Regions from separate parts of the Muntiacus reevesi genome. Here region 2 is linked to region 1. A link is a contact called in public Hi-C data. All regions are on one chromosome and are shown on one strand. Each heading gives the region's core, a stretch centred on a gene start, on an enhancer-like site or on the middle of the called end of the contact. The rest is flanking DNA. Distances are from core to core; before and after follow the strand shown. Region 1 holds the start of SNX18 (sorting nexin 18). Region 2 holds the start of LOC136146510 (chondroitin sulfate proteoglycan 4-like).

Evidence for each region. A called contact is a pair of places that touch in the nucleus more often than the background predicts.
Region 2: a Hi-C map of blood shows a contact between it and region 1, with 6 times the contacts expected there. The contact joins the promoter of LOC136146510 here to the promoter of SNX18 in region 1. A contact is called at or near these places in 2 of 3 Hi-C or Micro-C datasets (blood and muscle).

What each region holds. Positions count from the first base shown.
Region 1 is chr14:44,288,481-44,291,180 of mMunRee1.1, reverse strand. SNX18 (sorting nexin 18) reads right to left here and starts at 1,309. Exons shown (of 2, transcript XM_065905128.1): 1 at 1-1,309. The coding sequence starts at 1,134.
Region 2 is chr14:44,626,175-44,628,874 of mMunRee1.1, reverse strand. It overlaps LOC136146510 (chondroitin sulfate proteoglycan 4-like), which reads left to right and starts at 1,421. Exons shown (of 4, transcript XM_065905417.1): 1 at 1,421-2,276. The coding sequence starts at 1,932.

The DNA of each region.
Region 1 (2,700 bases), core at 60-2,559:
GTCGCACTGCGCCAGCACCGGGTGGCTGGCCATGTGGTTCATCCACCAAATCAGGCCTTTTCTGCGCTTGGAGATGAAGTCCTCCTCGAAGCGGCCGGTGGCCTGCTTCTCGGGCAGGTGGGGCACCGAGATGACCGGGAACTTCTCGGCCAGGCGCGCGTACAGCCAGTCGAAGTGCTTGTAGCGCCGGTGCACCGGCACCTGCGTGTGCGTGGGCACCAGCTTGTACGAGATGTAGCTCTTCATGCCCTTGAACTTGGTCTGCTTGGTGGGGTCGTCGATGGTGCACTGGAAGGGGTAGGGGTTCTCCTGCCACTCGGGGCCATAGGGTCCCAGCACCACGCACAGCTTGTCCCCATCCTTCACGAAGCCCGACGCCTCACCCAGCACGAAGGCCTCCCCGCCCGACTTGACGAAGGTGGAGAAGCGGTTGAGGTTGCGGCTCACGGTGGCCGAGCTCTTGGCCCCCGACGGGTGGTGCTGCGGGGGCGCAGAGCCGCCGCGGGAGCCCAGCGACAAGTCGGAGCGCGTGGACAGGCTGTAGCGGCCAGCAGCGCCGACGCCCCCAGACGACGAGCCGTCGAGGTCCGGGTAAGCGCCGCTCCCCAGTGCGCCCGGCTCGTCAGCCACGGTGGAGCTGTCGTCCCACTCATCGTCCCAGTCATCGTCGCTGCCCTGGCTGGCCTGGTAGCCGCCGCCGCCGCCGCCGTAGAGCTGTTGCGGCGACGGCTGCAGGGCGCTCCCGCCGTACGAGAAGCCCTGCGGCTGGAAGGTGCTCACCGGCGGCGCCTGCTGCGGTTGCAGCAGCGGCTGGAAGGCGTCGGGCGGCGGCTTGAAGGAGGTGGGCGGCACGGCGGGCAGGGGTTCGAAGCCGCCGGGTGGCACGTTAGCGTAGCGGGCCGGGGCGCCCGGGGCGCCCGGGCCGCCGTCGCTCGCCGGGCCGGGCTCGGGGGCGCGGATCACCTGCACGTAGGAGGCCGGGAAGAGGCCGCGGTCTCCGCGGCTGTTGATCCCCTCGAGCCAGCCCTCGATGTCCTGTTCGCTGCACAGGCTCAGCACCTCGTGCTCCCGCAGAGAGATCTCGCCCGGGTTCTCCGACCTGAAGTCGTAGAGCGCCCGGGCGCGCAACGCCATGGTCCCGGCACCCCGGCGGGCTGCCCCCCGACTCCCGGCGCCCTGAGCCTGGCGCCCGCCCGAGGGGCCCGCGGTCGTGCCCGCGCCCTGGCGCGCCGAGAGGAGCTCCGAAGGCAGCACACACTCCTGGGCCCCCACCCGCTGGTCGCGCCCTCCGCGCCGCTCCGCCAGCAGCGCAGACTGCCGCGCTGGGCCGCCGCCGCCGCCGGTCGGGGGCGGGGCCCGCGGCCTCCCACGTCCCCAGCTGCGCTAATCCACGACCGAGAGCCGCGCGCTAGGCGAGAGCAAGCGATGGCCGAGCCGCCGCGCACGCCCCCAGGTTCGACTCCGTGGCCGCCACTGCCCCCTTGTGGCCAATGCCGTTCAGTGAGGCGCAGGGATGAGAGCTTGAGGGTGAAGGTTTCTATTCAGAAGTGAACTGAGATCTTTCTTTTTTAGGCTTTTAAGTTAAAAAAAAAAAGTATCTTAGAAAGTAAGTTAATATTTTCATTGCTGATTAACGTTCCCACTCTGAGCGTTCAGTGAATACTCGTACAATGACATAACCCACGCGTCTGTTGAAGGATTTTCAATGAATGTTAGCTATTGGGCTAAGAAAGACGGGATGCCGGGAGGTGCGCTGTAAACTGACGGAGAAGCTCCCTGACTGGAGGCTGTTGGTCAAAAAAGAGAGGAGAGTGACGAGAGCAAAGTAAGGAAGGCGCTGCGTTTCACCAATTAAGAGCTAAGGGTGGTGTAGCAGAGGGAGGCACTGGAGAGTTTACACTAAAATAAATGTGTTGAGAGAGCTTGCATTTTGCCTGTGTCCCGTCCCCTTCCTAAATCACGTGAATGAGAGTTTAAGCTTCCGCTCCAGGCTACTGGGGTCAATCTGTCTTCTGCTAATCCCTGCCTGTATGACCTTGAGCAAGTCATTTTCTGCACTCCTGGATTTGTTGTGGGGATTTGGTAATCGTGGAATCTCTATTTACAGATGAGGAAAATGAAACAGAGAACTTGCATTATAGGTGGGAAGCACAGTTCAAGTGTTTGCTGCTGCTGCTGTTATTTTGAAAAGCAAAAACCTTGTCCTCCTTCATAAAGAGAATGCTAAATCGCTTCAGTCGTGTCCGACTCCTCGCGACCCTCTGGACTGTGTAGCCCACCAGCCTCTGCTGTCCATGGAATTCTCCAGGCAAGAATAATGGAGTGGGTTGCCATTTCCTTCTCATCATAAAGAGAACAGGGGTCCTAAAATTACAGCCTCCGGATATGTGCTGGAGGAAGGGTACCAGTGTTCAGACCCCTGCTCCTAGCCTGGACTCAGTGACCATCCCTCTCCATCCATTTGTCTCACTATGTTTATACTATTTTTAAGATAAGTAGATAAAATCACTTCCTGAAGTTTTAATCAACTCCAATCTCTTAGAGTTGCCTTATTTCACATCTTCTTTTCTTTCAGAGTATAATTTGCCTAAAGCTTTTTCTTCTCAGAATCCCCTCTTATTAAGTCTAGCCTAATTATTCCTTTGAAGACACCTCTAATTGGGTGTTAGCATTCATATGTCATTAATTTCATCCTCTCCT
Region 2 (2,700 bases), core at 172-2,671, 340 kb before region 1:
TTAAAGATACACATTTATATGTGGGAGTCTACGTGCAGGTGGACTCAGAAAGCCACCAGCATCACACGCGGATTCTGCACAGCAAGACCCTTGTGGTTGAAGAAGGAAAACCAGTAAAACTGAGTAGAGAAAGGCTCCAGGTAGGTGGGGGTCCCAGCTCCCAGCATTCTCCCCCTCTGGAACCGCAGGGACAAGTGATCTCTTTGTTTGCTTCTGAGAGCTAATTTGTGCTGATTTCTCTCCTGGTATTTGGAATGACTTTTTAAAAATGCAGATGCCGTTGAGAAGAAAAGCCAGAAAGTTCCATGATTTTGATGCTGCTAATTGTTCTATAGTTGGAAATGGAATATAAAGAATCCTAAAATCCCTTCATTTTAAAGCTGTGTGCACAAGATCACACGAGTATGCATATATGTTTATAATGTAGAATAACCTGCAAAGGAGGAGGGAATGTATATATTATAGTCAATGAAGAGGTCATCACTTTTTTCATCTTTCATGGCAACACTGCCAATATTTCATTTGATCTGAGTTACATTTGTAATGTGGTGAAGCAGGGTATAAAAGTGTAATTTAATAGACATAAAAAGGATTCCTAAAACAGACGAGGATACTATATTGCACAGTTTATTTCTTTAGCTCTGAATGTGGCCTTGTGTAGTTTCTTGAAATTGATGGATAAATTGGCCCAGACCCGGGGAATGCCAAGGGTGAACCTTCACACCAGAAGCCGCCTGGTTTCCTGAGGCTCCGACTTGAGAGCTTCTAGCAGCACAGCCCTGCTGATCAGAGTTAGGGGAGAATGAGTAATCTGTGCAGGGTACGTAAACTGATTTATGACAGTTGGCCACAAATGCAAGCTATTCTGAATCTACCCTCAGGACTGAAAAACAAGTTTGCCTGCTTGCTAAATACAGCCAATAACATCAAGTAGAAATGAATTGGGACTTCTCTGGTGGGTCAGTGGTAAAGAATCTGCCTGCAGTATAGGAGACTTGGGTTCGATCCCTGGGTTGGGAAGATCCCCTGGAGGAGGGCATGGCAACCCACTCCAATATTCTTGCCTGAAGAATCCCATGGACAGAGGAGCCTGGTGGCTACAGTCCATGAGGTCGCAAAGAGTCAGACACGACTGAGCGACTGAACAGCAGCAGCAGCAGAAATGAATTCAAGTCAGAGCAATTTACTGAATAATGAGTTTTGACCAAGAGAATATGGAGCCCCCCAGCTTTTTTCTCAATTATTTTTCAGGATCTTAGAGAATTTAAGTTTCACCACAAGGGGGTGTACACAGTTCATGGACTATAAATCTATCACAGAAAGTTTTGAGATGAATTTTGCTGAATCAGTAAATTAAATGTATATTCAAAATGCTGAGCTAGTTTAAAAATAGACTTTCCTTTAAAGCCTTGCAATTTTAACTGCTTTAACAAGTTAAAGTTTAACTGCTTTAAGTACTTTAACTGCTACTTCTTCTATCATCTTTTATGCCTTCTCTAGATACCAGTTTATTTCTTTCAGCCCTATTTTCTGAGTCCTAGGTTTCTTGCCACTGTGAATGATATCTTGATAATACATTAGTAACTGTTCAAATGTTGCTTTGTCTTTGTGATCAGGACTAAAATTCGAAATATTAGCATGGTTACCAGAACAGACCCAGGCTTAAACTGTGTCTTAACCTGGATTGTAACTTAAGCCATTTGTGAACATTAATAGAAAAAAAATTTGGTTCATCAAGAGTCTTGACTCTTCCGTAGATTAGTGTTTTTCTTTTTGTGTCTCTATGTTGTTAATGTGCACTCAAGGCTGTGCATGAAGACCTTGTTCCTTCAGAGGCAGTGTTCATTGTTAGAACTCCGCCAGTGCATGGATACCTTCGAAGGTCTTTACCGGAGGAGGGTAGCGTGGGTACAGAGGAGAAGTTCCCTTTGATGTTTACGCAGCAGGATGTTGATGATGGTTACATCCATTATGTACAGACAATGCCTGACCAACAACAGGACCGTTTTATACTGGATGTTATGAGTGGCTTCCAAGCTGTGAGCAGACTTGAAATCCTGGTGGATGTTGTCCCTAAACAGATTCCTCTGGCAGTACAAAATTTCACAGTCCAGGAAGGTGGCTCCAAGGTACTTCCAGAAGATTATTTCAGAATTCCAAGCAAGCATTTTGAGGGACTTGACTGTAAATTTGTTCTACTCAAACCACTGAAACATGGTTATGTTGAAAATTCTCATTTTCCAAGAGTAAAGCTGATGAAATTTACCAGGAAACAGGTAATAACTCTCAGTTAATATATTTGGATTTGGCTATGTTGGATAAGAAAAAAATTGGCTATTTATCACTTGGATTCTTGGACTTTGGGGAGTGATGGGGCCTTAGTAGATATCTGGTCCAACCTCCCAGCAGATGGAGAAGCCCTTCCATGATAACCCTGTACAAAAGGTCATCTAGTCATTGCTTAAATATCGTCAGTGAGTTTTTAGAGTGTTATTATTGTGATAGTTTGCTTTCTTACCATGAATAAAAGAATGATTTCCATACTTAAAAAAAAAATTGCAAAGTATCTTTCAGATCCCCATTATTTCCTTTATAAGCTCCTAGGAACACACTGTCTTCAGGATGGAAACCGTGAACAGCTATGTAGCATCTTTGGGTATCTTTGTCCAGTTAGCTAAGAACACATGTTGCTGCTTCATT